Linked DNA regions of Pan troglodytes: region 2 is linked to region 1. The links are chromatin contacts, called in public HiChIP or PLAC-seq maps. All regions are on one chromosome and are shown on one strand. Each heading gives the region's core, a stretch centred on a gene start, on an enhancer-like site or on the middle of the called end of the contact. The rest is flanking DNA. Distances are from core to core; before and after follow the strand shown.

Region 1 (7,603 bases), core at 3,702-6,201:
CTGGGTGGGTGCAGTAACCTCTGCTCCCGTGTGAGGGGCTGTGAGGTCCCATCCTCAGTAAGACGGGGGTCTTGAAGACTGACTTCGACCTTCCTACCAAGGCTGCACTCGGAAACCCCCAAACACATCCGGGCGCTGACCCCTTGAGCTGGAGTCAGCCTTGGGTCTGGAATCTGCCTCCCCCGGCCCTACAGCTGGACCCGGCTTCAGCGATTCTCATTGGGAGGAATGGCAGCCATTCCCCCAACGGAGTGACTACAGCCTCCTGAGGCCAGGGGCTCCTTTCTGAAATTAGGCCACTAATTGGGCCGCTGGGCGAGAACACGCAGGGCTCTTTCCGCTGCCCTAGAAATGGCTGTCCCTGGCCCGAGGGGCTCCTGACCCACCAGGCGTGGGGCTGTGCTGCTGGGCCTGGCTTGGGGCAGGAGCATCGAGACCCCCCATTTACAGCCAACCAAGACCGTGGGGGAAGCACAGGAGGCCGGAGGCCCTTCACGCTGACTTTAGGGCTTGGTACCACACTGGCACAGGGGGCTCTGATCCCTTCCTAGCGGGAAGCTGCAGCAGGGTCTCCCGGGACTGGCCTCTCGCTGCGGCCTCAACTCCGAATGGGTGGGGGAGACAGCCCCCGACACCAGTCAACTCTCCGGGGAACAGAGGGATAAAGTGCTGAGCTGGGGACCAAGGACCAGCCCCGTCCTCCACCCGCCTGTGCCCTAGGCTCTGCAGAGGGCTCTGGCTGTCCTAGGGGGACCCTGTGGCCTGCAGGCCCCAAGCAGCCTGGGGGCGGTGGGTGAATGTGTGTGGAGGACACGCTGACTTCCGTCAAGTCCCTGCAAACAAAACCGCAAGCGTGGGGCCTGGGGAAATAACGAAGGCAGCTCCTCACCAAAGAAACTCACTCCGCCTAGTTAACTGGAGCTCATAACAACGACTTTTCTGTCATCTGTGAAAGTTTCAAAGTGATTTTCAAAAACAATTTAAGCTCTTAAACCCAAGCACAGAAAACACAACGGAAAACTTCAAGGGATGGGGTGGGGGGAGGGTGGAGGGATAGCATTAGGAGATATACCTAATGTTAAAAGACGAGTAAATGGGTGCAGCACACCAACATGGCACATGTATACATATGTAACAAAGCTGCACGTTGTGCACATGTACCCTAAAACTTAAAGTATAATAAAAAAAAAAAAAAAAAGAAAACTTCAAGGGAGTCCCGGGTGCGTGGCTGTCATCCACACCTGACCTCCATTGTGTAGTCAGGGGCCTGCTAGGGGCTTGGCGGTAGCCACGCTCGCGCTGCAGCCTCGGGGTAGCGTGCCTGCCTTAGCTCGGTTTACTCTGAACAGCTGCAGGTCAGTGCGTGGTTACAGTCGCCGGAGGTTTCCTACTTAAGAGACGCCCGTCTCCTGAAAAGCTAGGTATGTCTTTGCTAACCAGAAGCATGGCCTGAGGCAGGAGGTCCTGGAAGGACAGAAGCAGGCTGGGCGGTGGATCCCCACAGGCTCGGACACCCTAGCTCCTGGCCTGAGGACTGGAGGTCAGTGTGTCACCAGAAGCAATGCCAGCTGGGCTCCCGGGGATGGGGTGCTACCCCCATTCAGAACTTGAGTGTGTTTAAGGGGAACTGACAGGCAAAATAACAGCCTGCTGGGTTCAGAGGCCCCCACTGCCGGCTACACCAAATTACGCTCTTTCAAGAGCAACAGCTCAGAAGTCGCAGATTTTCCAAAATAGACACACATTTGCTCAGCCGAGGGTGGTGGGAGGCCTTGAGGCAAGACCTTTCCAAGGTCTGTGGGGGAAGAGAAGGGAGAGTGAGTCGCGCCTTCTGCCCCAGGCCACCCTCCGGTGTCGTGGTCCCTGGGGCGGCTTTCCTAGGAGCCCGTGATCTGCAGGGTGGTGGCCAGAGCCGTGCAGCAGCCTGACAGGGCTTGTGGCTTTGGGAGAGTCCCTGCCCACACAGACAGACACTTGCTTTGGGATGACTAGGCTGGGTGCAGTGGCTCACACCTGTCATTCCAGCACTTTGGGAAGCTGAGGCTAGAGGATCCCTTAAGCCTGGAAGGTGGAGGCTGCAGTGAACTGTGATCATGCCACAGCTCACAACAGGGAGACCTTGTCTCAAAAAAAAAAAAAAAAAAAAGGGATGACAAAGGTCCACTGATTTTGCCCAAGGACACCTAGAAGTTAAGATGGTGTGTTCTGGCCTCTGGCTGTCCCCACGGCTTCATTCAAACATCCCGGGCTGGGTGGCCACCACTGTAAGTGCATCAGGGCCCAAGGACCCACCTGTACCACTAACCACAGGACATGCTGTGAATCCAGGTTGGCCTCTAAGGCCCTGGACGGGTCACGCCACAGCCCTCAGGGATCCTGGGACCCCCAGTGCAGGGGGTGGCCCTGCTGCTGCTTCCGGGGCTAGGGAAACCACAGAATGTCGTCTTCCAAATCTGATTGGCAAATGGGTTTGGCAGAGCCTAGCCAGATGCTAGGATGGCCCGAACTGACCAGAAGCCCCCGTGCAGAGGTGGCTACTGGGGACAGCCAGGTCACCCCAACATGGGTGGGGCAGCTGCACACCCCACTTACCACCCCATGGGTCACAGGCCTCGAACGTGCATCCTGCTATGTGGAGACCAGACCACAGGTGGCCAAGCTCCGTCTCGGGAAATAAGCCTGGGGCCCTGGGCGGCCGGCACTCACTTCCTGGCTATCTCTACCACCCCATGGGGCAGGAAGACACCCGCCTGCATTTCTGAGCTCCCAAACAGCTCAGGAACAGCGCAGCCGCTCGCAAATGCAGTGTGCGAGGTACAGACTGTTCCAGGGCCTGGCCTGCGCCCACAGGGAACTCCTGCCACACGGGCCCCTTCTCACAAGGGGACACCGTCCACCCCCAACCCCTGGGGCCCAGAGCAGCCCCAAAACAGACACAAGCATCCCAAAAAGGGGGTCACTGGGGTAGATGCACACATCTGGGGACCCTGTGTGTCATCCCAAGTGGGGCATAGCCCTGGGCATCTGGTCTTAGGTCCCAGGGCTTTGCCAGCAGAAGCCTCCAGGTGTGCAGGGTCTGTGCTAGAGGCCTCCAACCGGCCACCATGGGCTGTCCACCCGTGTGGCAGCACCCAGGTCCCTGCAGTGCCTGAGACTCCTCGCACTCAGTGGACAGCAGAGCGCCCCTGAGCAGCCTCGGTATCTGCAGATGCACAAGGCTGGCTGGGGCAGGAGCAAGGGAGGGAGGGGCTCTGAGGAAGGCGCCTGCGTCCCCACAGATCAATCACTTGATATTTGACATGACCTGCAAACATTTTATTTGCAAAATACAGAGAGTAGACGACAGGAAGTAGCCTTACACCTGTAATCCCAGCACTTATGGAGGCCAAGGCGGGAGGATCCCTTGAGCTCAGGAGTTGGAGACCAGCCTGGACAACAAAGTGAGACCCTATCTCTACAAAAAAATACAAAAATTAGCTGGGTGTGGTGGTGCGCACCTGTGGTCCCAGCTATTGGAGAGGCTGAGGTGGGAGGATTGCTTGAGCCTGGGAGGTGGAAGCTGCAGTGAGCTGAGATAATGTCACTGCACTCCAGCCTGGGCAACAGAGCGAGACTCTCTCTCAAAAAAAGTTGAGGCTGGGCATGGTGGCTCACATATGTAATCCCAGCACTTTGGGAGGCCAAAGTGGGCAGATCACCTGGCCAACATGGTGGAAACCTGTCTCTGCTAAAAATACAAAAATTAGCCAGGGGTGGTGGCCTGCGCACCTGTAATCCCAGCTACTCGGGAGGCTGAGGCAGGAGAATCACTTGAACCCAGGAGGCGGAGGTTGCAGTGAGCCGAGATCATGCCATTGCACTCCAGCCTGGGCAACAGAGGGAGACTCCATCTTAAAAAAAAAAAAATGTTTGGGCCGGGGGCGGTGGCTCACGCCTGTAATCCCAGCACTTTGGGAGGCGGAGGCGGGCGGATCACGAGGTCAGGAGGTTGACACCATCCTGGCTAACACGGTGAAACCCCGTCTCTACTAAAAAAAAATACAAAAAAGTTAGCCGGGCGTGGTGGCGGGTGCCTGTAGTCCCAGGTACTCGGGAGGCTGAGGCAGGAGAATGGCGAGAACCCGGGAGGCGGAGCTTGCAGTGAGCCGAGATCGCGCCACTACACTCCAGCCTGGGCGACAGAGCGAGACTCCGTCTCAAAAAAAAACCCAAAAAACCAACAAAAACAAGTTTGGAGCCACGCGGCCACAAGCCTCTTAAGGACGCCTGGAGCTCCCAGAGCCCCCAGGAGCTGAAAGAGGCAGGAAGGGTCCTCCCTATAGCCTCTCGAGGGATCGCGGCCCCCATTACCTTTTCAAAATGTCACCTCTCCCCGCGGTGTGACCCTCGAAAGCTAGATGCGCCCAGGAGGCAGCAGCCCAGGCCCCGCACCTTCCCTCCCGCTCCCTCTGGCCGCCGGGCCTCAGCCAGCGCTGCTCCCTGACCCGCCTGTGCCCTCGCCAGGGCCCCTCGCCGCCGCCGCCTCCTGCCGCCTCCCGATATGGCCAAACACCCGGGCGCGAGCCCCGCGTGCAGGCGCCGGGCCTGGGCCCCTGTGGCCGTCCCGCCAGCGGCCGTCTTCTGTCCCTGCATTTAGAGAAGGGGGATGGCAAAGGGACCCGCCAGCGGATCCCTCTTACGGGTGGGGAAACTGAGGTAAGACGGTCAGGGCTGGCCGCAGGGCGTGGCGGGCCCTCGGGGCAGTCGCCCAGACCACCCGGACGGCCCCGCTCGCAGCCTCCGCTCGCAGCCTTCGCCCGCCCCCGCCAACTTTTCAACCGACCGTCGCGCGCCGTTTACTTCCTCCTTGGGAGATAATTTCCGGGTCCCGGCAGGAAAGGGTCAGCCGCGCACGGTGGCCGCCCGCGTGTCGTCAGCGCTCGTCGCAGCCATCTTGGCTCCTGGCAGCGGCTGCCCAGGCCTCGGTCGTGGGCTGGGCGGCCATGTTGGAGTCGGGCAGGGCTCTCATATCCGGTCACTCTCCACTGGCGATGATCGATTGCATTTGACGGACGCGACGCTGGTCGAGAGTCGCTCGCATTGCTCGACGTTTTCTGCAACTCCAGGACCGTAACTCCAGGGGCGAAAGTCGCAGGCCCCTGCAGAATCAGATGATCCAGAAGGATGCCCGCTGTCTTTTTGGTCCATTTCAGTTGTAAACCAAGAAGTAGCCGGGACAGGCCTCGGGCTTCGGAGCGTGGCTCGGCAAGGTCGAGGTCGCGCCTGGGGGACAGGTCGATGCCTTTCTCCAGAGATGGTTTTGAGGCCTCCGTATTTAAAGGGGGAAAGCGGGCTGCGGGGTAAGGAAGGCTCCGGTCCTGTTTCTGAGCCCACGGTGGGAAGAGAAAAGGAGGGGTGGGGGGGCTGGGGTTGCCGATGATGCGTCCCCAAGATGAGGGGAATGGAGAGTGAGATCTGACCTCGCGTCTGTAGTTACCTGCCCAACAACACAGGGAGAGGCAGTAACTTGACCGGCTCCGTCTTCGGCTTCGTTCTGTCCTTTTGGCAGCCTGAATTGGGGTCCTGAGCTTTTACTTTCACACCGTCCTCCACAGTTTCCTAAATGGGATCTGGAATGCTTCTTCCCTGGCACGCCTGTGAGATCTGAGGCAGAAGCCAGTGTACAGAAACAGGCGTCGCATCAGTAGGCATTCTCCAGAGGCCGACCAATATATTGGAGAGACAGATTAATAGACGGATGATAGTGGGTTTGTTAGGGGAATTGGCCCATGCGGTTAGGGAGGCCGAGAAGTCCCGGGAGGGATGCCATCTGCAAGCCGGAGACCTGGGATGCTGGCAGCCTGGCTCGGTCCAAGTCAGGAAACGGAAGAACCAGGGGAGCTAAAGGTGTGACTCAGGCCAGGGCTGAAAGCTGAGAATCCAAGGAGCCGCTGGTGTTAAGTCCTGGAGTCCCAAGGCTGGGGGCCCTGTCCAAGGGCAGGAGGAGGAAGAGAGAGTCCCAGCGCCAGGAACAAGAGCAGAACTTCTTTTCCCTCTTTTTTTTTTTTTTTTTTTTTGACAGAGTCTCGCTCTGTCTCCTAGGCTAGAGACAGAATGCAGTGCAGTGGCACGACCTCAGCTCACTGCAGCGTTACGACCTCAGCTCACTGCAGCGTTCACCTCCCAGGTTCAAGCGAGTCTCCTGCCTCAGTCTGCAGAGTAGCTGGGACTACAGGTGCATGCCACCATGCCTGGCTAATTTTTTTTTGTATTTTTTAGGAGAGATGGGGTATCACCATGGCCAGGCTGGTCGTGAACTCCTGACCTCAAGTGATCCGCCTGCCTCAGCCTCCCAAAGTGCTGGGATTACAGGCGTGGACCATCGTGCCCAGCCCCTTTTTGTTCTATCTGGGCCCCCAGGCGATTGATGGTATCCGCCCCCATGGAGGGTCTTCCCCTTGGTCCCCCGACCCCCAGGCAGGCTCCTCTGGAAACCCCCTTGCAGACACACCCAGAAGCAGCGCCTTATGAGGTCTCTAGGGATCCCTTCACCCAGCCAAGTAGGTGCTTGAGATGACCCACGGCAGGTCGGACATCTCCCTCCTCGTCCACTAGGACAGTGTCTGATTTGCCCTCTTTCCCTCCCTGCATAAGCTGATCCAGAGAATTGTCACAAGACAGAGTTACAAATTTAGTTTAAAGATCCTCGTGGGCTCCATTCGTGATGCTAGATTCGGGCAACGGCTTGGCTCTACAGAGAGCAGGGAGTGCCCTGGGGGCTGAACAGAGGAGGCTGGTTTTCTAGACGGAAGGGCTGAGGAAAGCGGAAACAGAAAACACGGATCGCTCACTTCGAAGCTGCTTTTCTTGTAAGGGTGAAAGCAGAAGAGAACTCCTTATTGTACCGGCAAGGACCGGCCTGTTTGGGGATTTGGCTGTTATTACTCTCCTGGTTTCTCAGAAGTTCAGATAAACAACTTAGCTTCAGTTTGGTGACATGGAACTTTTTTTTTTTTTTTGAGTTGAAGTCTCGCTCTGTCGCCCAGGCTGGAGTGCAGCGGCGTGATCTCGGGTCACTGCAAACTCCACCTCTCCGGGTTCAAGCGATTCTCCTGCCTGAGCCTCCCAAGTGTCTGAGATTACAAGCACGTGCCACAACGCCTTGCTGATTTTTGTATTTTCAGTAGAGATGAGGGTTTGCCATGTTGGCCAGGCTGGTCTCGAACTCCTGACCTCAAGTGATCCTCCCGCCTCGGCCTCCCAAAATGCTGGGATTACAGGCGTGAGCCACCACACCTGGCCACCAATGGCTTCCTATAGATTTCATTTAACAGAAGGAAGGGAGGGGAGAGGGAGGCTGTGGTAGAGGCTGGGGGATTTGAGGAGAGGCTGCAGAGGTTGCTGTGGGTGAGGAACGGGTCCCCTCTGGTTCCCTGAGGAGGGCTGGGAGATGCAGTGAGGTCTTTCTGATGCAATTTTCTATGAAAATGCCACCCAAATCTGGACCCCATGTTTCCTGGGCTTTGAGGGTTAGCAGAGCCTTTCATGATGTCCCAGATGGATCTTGCAGAGGCCTCAGTAGAGACGGTGCAGCGGGGAGGGTGTGGGACATGTCTGGGTGACT
Region 2 (7,603 bases), core at 3,155-5,654, 250 kb after region 1:
GGCCCCGCCCTCCTCCTGGGGCCCCTGGGCTCCTCGCTCTCCTGCCCCACCCCCTTCCCGCCCCCACGCCCCTGGCCGGCCTGCTGGCGCCTGGGAAGGGGGAGAGGGGGTTGCCGCTTGCCGGGAGTCACGCGGCACTGCCCAGAAGCTCAGCGGGGTCTCCCGGGCGGCACTGCCCAGAAGCTCATCCTGCCCCATGCGGCCCAGAAACGAGAGTGTCCCCAGCACAGGGACACCCGCCCGGGGCCGCCTGGGGGGCCGAGGTGGGGCCAGGACAGCTCCGGGCCTCTTCCTGTCCCTTGGCCTCCTTGCTCCAAGGCTCCTCTGGGAGCCCAGGGAGGAGAGGGAGAGGCCTCAGGAGGGCTTCCCGGAGGAGGTGGCCCTGAGCTGGTGCTGGAGGAAGCCCTCACGCGGCCCGGAGCCTGGTTCCGGCATCGGTAAATTACACGTCCCTTTCCGGCGCCCAGTGGCGTCCGGCACTGCCTGTGGCTCCGCGAGGGGCGTCCGCGCGTCGTCGGGCTGAGTGTTCTCAGTCACCTAGAGCCGCACCCCCTAACACCGGCTTCCCCGAGCCCGCGGGCAGCCCCGCCGCTGGCATGGTGCTCACAGCCCCGAGCGCAGCCGCCAGCCCCAGGTGGCCTCTTTGGCCTCCCAGGCCCAGGGGTGGGTGGGGCCAGGAGGGGCCTGGAGGGGCGGGGTTCGCTTTCAGAGCCAAGGCTTCCGGCCTCTCCCGGCTGCCGGGCTGTGGGTGCTCTGCGTAGACCCTGCCCTGCCAGGCAGCTGGGACGCACAGAAGCCTCTGCAGGGAGGGACAGAGGGGCCTGGGCGGGCCAGGGCGTCCGCACTGCAGGCGAGGGCTGGGCCTCAGCTTCCTCGTCTGCTAAGTGGGGCCCCCTGGGCTCTGGTCAGCCTCCCAAGGCTCCTCACCACCTCCGGGAAGCCGCCTGGATTGCTCTGCTCAGAATGGAAAGTGAGGGCCAGAGCCAGGGGCTGCAGCCTGAAGGCGCCTGTGCTCCCTGCTCAGCCCTGCCCGCTTGGCCGTGGCCGTGGCTGGGGCTGCAGCTTCACAGCTGTGCTGAGGGGCCCCGCCGACTGTGGGCTTCAGGTCCAGGCCTGGTCCCACCCAGATGTGGCAGCGCTGAGGCCTGGGGAGTGGCTGGAAGCTCACACAGGGCCAGAGAGGAGCCGCCACGGCCGGCGCTGGGTCCAGAGTGCTGCTGGCCGGCCCTCCACAGACACAGTCCGTGCTCCACCCTGGCCCTGTGCCCCTGTAGGCACCGAGCTGCCGAAGGCTGGGCCGCTGCCGCCATGACGATTTCACATCCACCCTGCTCTGGGGGCCCAGGGACCGCCAGGCCCTGCCGAGCTTCATTCTGACACAGACCCTGTGGTGGGGGCCGAGTTTTTGTCACCTCCTGATGACAGCGAGGGACACAGCACTAACTGGGACAGCCTCTTGCTCAGGGGAGCAGCTGCACCAGCACCGAAGCCCAGGCCGGGTCAGGAGGGAGGGGCACAGCCTGCCCTCCAGGCGCTCCTGGTCTGCTGGGGACTGGGAGGAGTGTCCTGGCCCTGGGCCCCATCGTGAATGAAAGGGGTCCAGCATCTTGTTGCCAGGCTGTCCAGCCAGCTGTTCGTACCTAACACTGCTGCAGGGAGGGGTCCTGGGGACTTGGCATCTGCCTCTACGTGTGTTCCCAGCCGGCAAGCGGGGTCCCCCGCCTTCGCCAGAGCGGGCTGCCCAGGGCCCCGGGCGGCCACTCTGCACCACTCGGGGTGGGGTGGGGTGGGTCTCAGGCAGGGACCGGAAGAGGGGCTGCTGGGACCCAGCTAGCTGAGGAGGGCGGCTGGGGGAGGGCTGGGTGGCCCAGGGGAGCCGGGAGGGCAGGCGTGTGCTGGGCGTAGTTCCGGCTTGTGACTGGGCTCTGAGAGGAGTGACCATGGAGGGGTGGCCCATGTTATCCTCTCAGCTGCTAACAGGTTCTGCCACCCACTCCTGGCCACAGATGGGGAGACTGAGGCACACAGCAGGGCCGTCAGCAGCGCGAGGCTGCAGGCAGCCAGTGGTGTGGAGGTTACCCAGGAGTCACCCAGCACGGCGGGGTGGTAGTTTCGGGCCACCCCAGTGTGAGCTCTCCTGCTCCCGCCCTGCTCCCGCCCTGCTCCTGGGCCCGTGGTCTGGCTCTTCCTGCTTCCTCCACCTCCAGGAAGCCACCAGGATTGCTGTGCTCTGAACCAGCCCTCCGTGCCCAGCCCAGCCACTGCTCAGCCACGGCGATGCCACATCCGAGTGCAGCCAGACCCTGGCCTGGGGCCCGTGGTGGGCAGGGGCCGCCTCACCACAGCTGTCCAGGCTGCAGCCCCCAGCCACGGCGGAGCAGGCGGGGCTGGGACCGGAGAATAGACGCCTTCATGCCACAGCCCCTGGCTCTGGGCTGTGCCTGGGCCCCACCCTGGCCCCCGTGCTCCCCCCACCGTGCCCGCGGTGCCCTCCTCCGCCCGCGCGGCTGGTGGCAGGGCCTCCCCGTGTGGGACCGGGCAGCCACCTGCTGCCCACAGCCACAGCCGCACAATGGGCCCTTGTGAGCCGGCGGGCAGCGGGTGGCGGGCAGCGCCTCTCGGCCCACCCCGGGCTCAGAGCCCCACTGTGTGAGGCGGCTGCCCTGGCTGAGGATCATGGAGCCGGCCAGGCTGGCCCCACCCACCCTCAGCCACAGGGACGGTGGCTGCTGCCCCCACCCTCTGTGGTTCCTGCCCCAGCCTCCCCTTGGGAGAGGGTGGTCTGCCTGCCTGAGGGTGGGGGTTTTCCAGAGCAGGAGTTCCGTGCCAGAGGCCACCTCCCTAGGGTGTCTCGGGCAGCCTGAGGCTGAGCGGTGGCTGGTCTGGGGGTCCGGGAGCCACTGTCCCCTCCAGGCCTCCACGTGGCCAGGGTGTGGCAGGAAGTGCGTTGCAAATGCCCAAGCCGTCCCAGGCACTGTCCTGCTCCAGGGAGAACTGAGCTGCCCCAGAGCTGGGCAGGAGAGATGGGGCCTCTTTCCTGGGGGAGCTCAGTGCATCAGGGAGGCCCTGTCCCTGGGACAGCGAAGGCATAGAGAAGCCAAGCTGAGCAGTGGGACAGGCGGGAGAGCCAAGTGCCTGGATCCAGCCATGCCTGAAACCATCTCTCAAATTCATGACTGATTTTTAAAATGTATTTTATTTTATTTTTTTGAGATGGGGTCTCGCTCTGTCGCCCAGGCTACAGTGCAGTGGTATGATCATAGCTCACTGCAGCCTCAGACTTCCAGGCTCAAGCCATCTTCCTGCCTCAGCCTGCCAAGGGGCTGGGAAAACAGGCACACACCACTGATCCTGGCTTTTTTTGGTATAGATGGGATTTCCCTATGTTGCCCAGGCTGATCTTGAACTCCTAGGCTCAAGTGATCCTCCCACGTCAGCCTCCCAAAGTGCTGGGATGACAGGCATAAGCCACCGCCCTGACCCGTGGGTTTTAGTTGAATGGGGACACTGGTGTTTCTGTGGTTCACCTCAGAGGCCCTTGAGGTTTTGTGTGGACCCTGGGTGGGAGGCACTCAGGGAGAGCTCAGAGGCGACCTCCTTCCCGCCCCTGCTCCTGGGCGCCCAGGCTTGTGTGGCACAGGTCAAGCCTCGGGGCTCTCTGGCCTGGCAGAGTCTCTGCCCACTGTGGGGCCACTCAGGCAGCGGCTCCCCCACGGGGACCAAAGACAGGGCCCTCTTCCATCAGGGCAGCGTGTCCGGCCTGTGCCGTGGCTGGGGGCTCCTGGAAGACGCCTTTGAGCAGCGGGACCCGCTGGGGTGTCTGGGCAGGGGTTTGCCCCTTGTCCAGCTCTCCGGCACACGGTTCTTGACCTCGAGGCCCCAGCTGACCACAGCCTCACAGGCCCTAAGGATGGCTCCAGGGCAGCCGGGGGAGGGGCCACACTGACTTCTCCCACCCCACCTCCTCCCTCTTTCTCTGGCTGTGCCCTGAACCCTGAGTAGCAAAGGTGGCTCAGTGGCAATTCCAGACGGAGCGTTTCCTTCAAGGGGAAGGTGGGAACACTCACCCCTAGGATGGGGGGCCTGGGGCCCTGTGCAGGGTGAGAAGTCACCTGTGGATGGTGACACAGGCCCCATGACCAGGTCCCTTTGGTGGGTGGAGGGCAGATCCCTGAGCTCAGGGGTGCAGTTCTCCTAGTGGGGGTCCCTGGGGAGCAGCTCCTGCCCTGCCCCCCTTAAAAACCATGCCCCCAGCCAGGTCCCATCCAGGGTGGGAGAGCAGCCCCGCCCTGCCTCCCCAGCTGCGCTCCCTCCCGGCTGTTCCAGGCGCACTCCGAGTCCCCAGGGCCTGTGCAAAGCCAAGGATTTCCTCGGAGCCGGAGCCGGCACAGCTGCAAGCACACGTCGGGGGAGGGGCCGGGCAGCAGAGGAGGAGGAGTCCTGCACTCACAGGGGTGGGCTGGGCGGGGCTGGGCCGGGGAGGCGGGCTGGGGCCACAGGGTCCTCCTGCCCCTCTGCCTGGGAACATGCATCTGGGGCTGAGGAGTGGGGCGGTACTGCGGGACACAGGGCTGGTGCCCCAGGTGGGCCGTGGGCGCGGGCAGTGCCGAGGGTGGACGGGGCCTGCACGTGGACACTTCCTGAACGCGTGTGTCCGGCCCTGGACTGCAGGGCCAGGTCAGAAGGTGGGGCCTGAGGAGCCGGGAGCCCATCCCCACCCCCGGGGCTCAGCAGCCCCAGGCAGTTACCCTTGGTCCACACCGCCTGGGGCTCGGTGCCCTCAGAGTTCTCAGGGCAGGCTGCAGCTGCTGCTGTCTTACGAGACAAAGTGGGCAGCTCCATTGTGTTCCCCGATGAACCCTCACCCCTGGGAGAGTCAACAGAGCCAGAGATGCCCGGGCCGCCCCGCCCTCCTCGGCCGCCTGCTGCACGGCTGCCAGCCTGGGTCCTCCGAATGTACCAGGTCCCAGAAGCCCCGCCATCCACTCTGCCGGCCTCACAGAGCCTCTGCTCGGCCCTAGCGACCTGGGCAGGGGCAAGGCCGGGCCGATCCGGGGCTGCTCAGCAGGGGAGAGAGGGACACCAAGTGCCCCCAGGATCAGCGCAGCGCCCAGTGTCCTGAGTGTGACTCACAGGGTCACCGCCAGGCTACACGAAGTTAAGGACCCCTGCCCTGGAGGTCACAGAGCCAGCACTGGGGGGTGGCCCTGGCTGCTGGTTTCAGGACCCACTTGGATGGTGCTTGGGCAGCATGGAGCTGGGCTGGCAGGTGGGGGACCCTGAGACAGGGACGGTCCCATCCTGGGCCCCTCAGACCCATGAATGCAACACTCCGGCCCGCCCCTCCTGCCCTGCACGGCTTGCGACTCCCACAGACCTGCCCTGTGGACCTGGGCCAAGTCCAGCCCCAGGGGCCGCTGGGAGGCACTGTGGTCATTGGGGGGGGGCTCGGGCGCTTGTCCCCAGATCTCCGGCCACCTCAAGTGACAGGAAGGGGGGCCAGTGAGGACATGACCAGTGGCCGCCCCCACCCTCAAGGGCTGGCCTTGCTGCCCCTTCATCTCTGCCTGGCCCAGCAGCTCTGGGAGCGGCCACCCTGCAGCCCATGTGTGTGGGGACCCTGCCGCGCCCTGAGCTGTCAGAGCAGCCTCCCACTGGGTGCTGTGCTGGGCCCCTGTCCCCATCCTGCAGGGAGGAAGCACAGCTGGGGGAGTGGCCCCCCGAGGGCCCCTGGGAGCTCAGATCCTACCCCTGGAGGCAGCCCTGGGGAGGCCTGGTGGAGACTCTGCTCTTCTGCTGAAGCTGCTGCTGAAGAGTGACAGGCCTGCCCAGCGCCGGGGGAGGCCCGGGACTCTCAGAGGGAGTGCAGGACAGGGCAGGGCAGGGCAGGGCCAGGATTCCCGGTGACAGCCAGGCTGCCATGGGCCGAACTGCCATCTCTGGGCCTGCGGGCAGGCGCTCAGCTCCCCGGGCCTCAGTTTCCTCACCTAAGGAATGGGACACGCACACCTATGCCCCTGGGGTGGTGCAGAGAACAGGACGGTGCCTCCGAGCAGTGCCTTCAATGCCGTCTGGGGCCTGGGAGCGCACCAGGACTTGATAAATAAACACCAGCTCTCAACACCTCGCCCTCTGCAAGGGGAAGGCCAGGAACGTCCCGCTTAGAGAGAAGGCGAGTCCACGAGCAGCAGACAGTCGGTGCTTAACAAGTGCTCGCTCTTCTTCAGAGCCTTAGGGTGCCAGCTGGCCAGAGTGAGCCTCGCTGACCAGGGAGCTGTGGCAGCCGGCTGGGGGTTGGCCCCTGGGGCAGGTGGGATGCCTGTGGGGCCGGTGTAGGCTCAGGCTTTGTCTGGGAGTGCCCTGCCCCGAGCACTGGCCTGGACACCTGAGCTGAGCCTCAGACAGGCGTTTCGGGGCCGACCCGGCAAGAGCAGCCGCTATCCCCGGGCAGCTGAGCCCAGTGGCGAGGGCTGGTAGAACGATCTAGACGAAACACTGATCTTAATAGCAAAACCACTTCTTTCGAGGGAAAACACGATCCGCAGCCAGCCGGCGCGTACACATGGGGCCTGGAAAAGAAGAGAATTCCGGAGACACAAACGGCCCTGCGCGTCGCCACCTCGGCCCGGCTGCTAAGTTATTAAACTCCTGCACAGGGAAAAGCGATAAAGTAAACATCCACCTCTCCCGTCGCTCTCAGAAGTGAAAGGTTCCTGAGATGGGAAATGCAGACGGCCTGCAGAGTGCTCCATCCAAATAAAATCATCAGATGCTTGAAGACCCTGGGAGAAATGGGCCCAGATGAATCACCTGCGCAAAGCCACTTAGCACTTCGCAGGGGCCCCGAAGCCCCGGTGTCGGCAAGGTGTCTGTCACTGGAGCAGGGGTGGCTGATGGATCTGGTGCGGGGTGGGCGGGAGGAGTCGCAGACTCAGATGTAGGAGGCTTGGTGGGGCCACTGATTCACGTCTGGCCCGGGGCTCTGTCCCTGGGGTCAGGAGGGGACCAGGCTGGGGAAGTTGGGGAGGGGGTTTCTCCCTTCTCTTTCCCAGCTGCCAGGCCATCAGTGGGAGACACAGGTCTTGGGGACCAGGCCCTGCAACCCCTTCTGATCCTGACGTCTGAGACTGGCCTGGTGCTGGCTCTGAGGCCCCTGTGCAACCTCAGCTCGGGCTGGCTGCGGAGGACCTTTGAGGGTTTCCTGGCAAGGCCTTCTCCCTCTCAGCTGGCCATGGCACATAGGACCCCACTCCTCCGTATGCCCAGGGCAGGCATCGCTAATCGAGCCCTGCACTCCCCCCAACCCTTTGCATCAGGGCCCTCCAGGTAACCACGGGTGATCTGGTGGCTCTGGCCTGAGAGATGTGCAGACCCACCCACTTCTGTGCCCAGACCACCTGGCCGATGGGCGGCCCCGCCCCAGGAGGAACAGGGGTCTTCTTGCTTCCCCAGAGCTCCCGCTCTGGGTCCTGCATCCACCTCTCGGATGTGCCGCCCTCCCCACACCTGGGAGCCACGCCGACCCCCTCTGCGCTTTCCTGGGGAGACACCTCTCTGCACCGGAGATCGGCCCCCCGGGGTCTGGGCGTGGGGGCGGGGATTT

What was found. HiChIP or PLAC-seq counts read pairs in DNA pulled down with a chosen protein or histone mark.
Region 2: an H3K4me3 HiChIP or PLAC-seq map of stem cell-derived excitatory neurons shows a contact between it and region 1, with 8 times the contacts expected there. The contact joins two enhancer-like sites. A contact is called at or near these places in 4 of 7 Hi-C or Micro-C datasets (blood, induced pluripotent stem cells and stem cell-derived neural progenitor cells), 1 of 1 datasets of contacts at active chromatin or transcription factors (stem cell-derived excitatory neurons) and 1 of 1 other capture datasets (stem cell-derived neural stem cells).

What each region holds. Positions count from the first base shown.
Region 1 is chr18:3,174,315-3,181,917 of NHGRI_mPanTro3-v2.0_pri, forward strand. No RefSeq gene overlaps it. Among named protein-coding and RNA genes, the nearest start is that of GNG13, 6.0 kb to the left of the region's middle. Within about 2 kb of position 4,952, at least 21 of the 24 cell types and tissues checked have an H3K27ac peak or open chromatin away from gene starts, as enhancers often do. A contact at or near this core is called in induced pluripotent stem cells, stem cell-derived excitatory neurons, stem cell-derived neural progenitor cells and 1 more, where this site is marked.
Region 2 is chr18:3,426,742-3,434,344 of NHGRI_mPanTro3-v2.0_pri, forward strand. No RefSeq gene overlaps it. Among named protein-coding and RNA genes, the nearest start is that of SSTR5, 31 kb to the right of the region's middle. Within about 2 kb of position 4,405, at least 11 of the 24 cell types and tissues checked have an H3K27ac peak or open chromatin away from gene starts, as enhancers often do. A contact at or near this core is called in induced pluripotent stem cells, stem cell-derived excitatory neurons, stem cell-derived neural progenitor cells and 1 more, where this site is marked.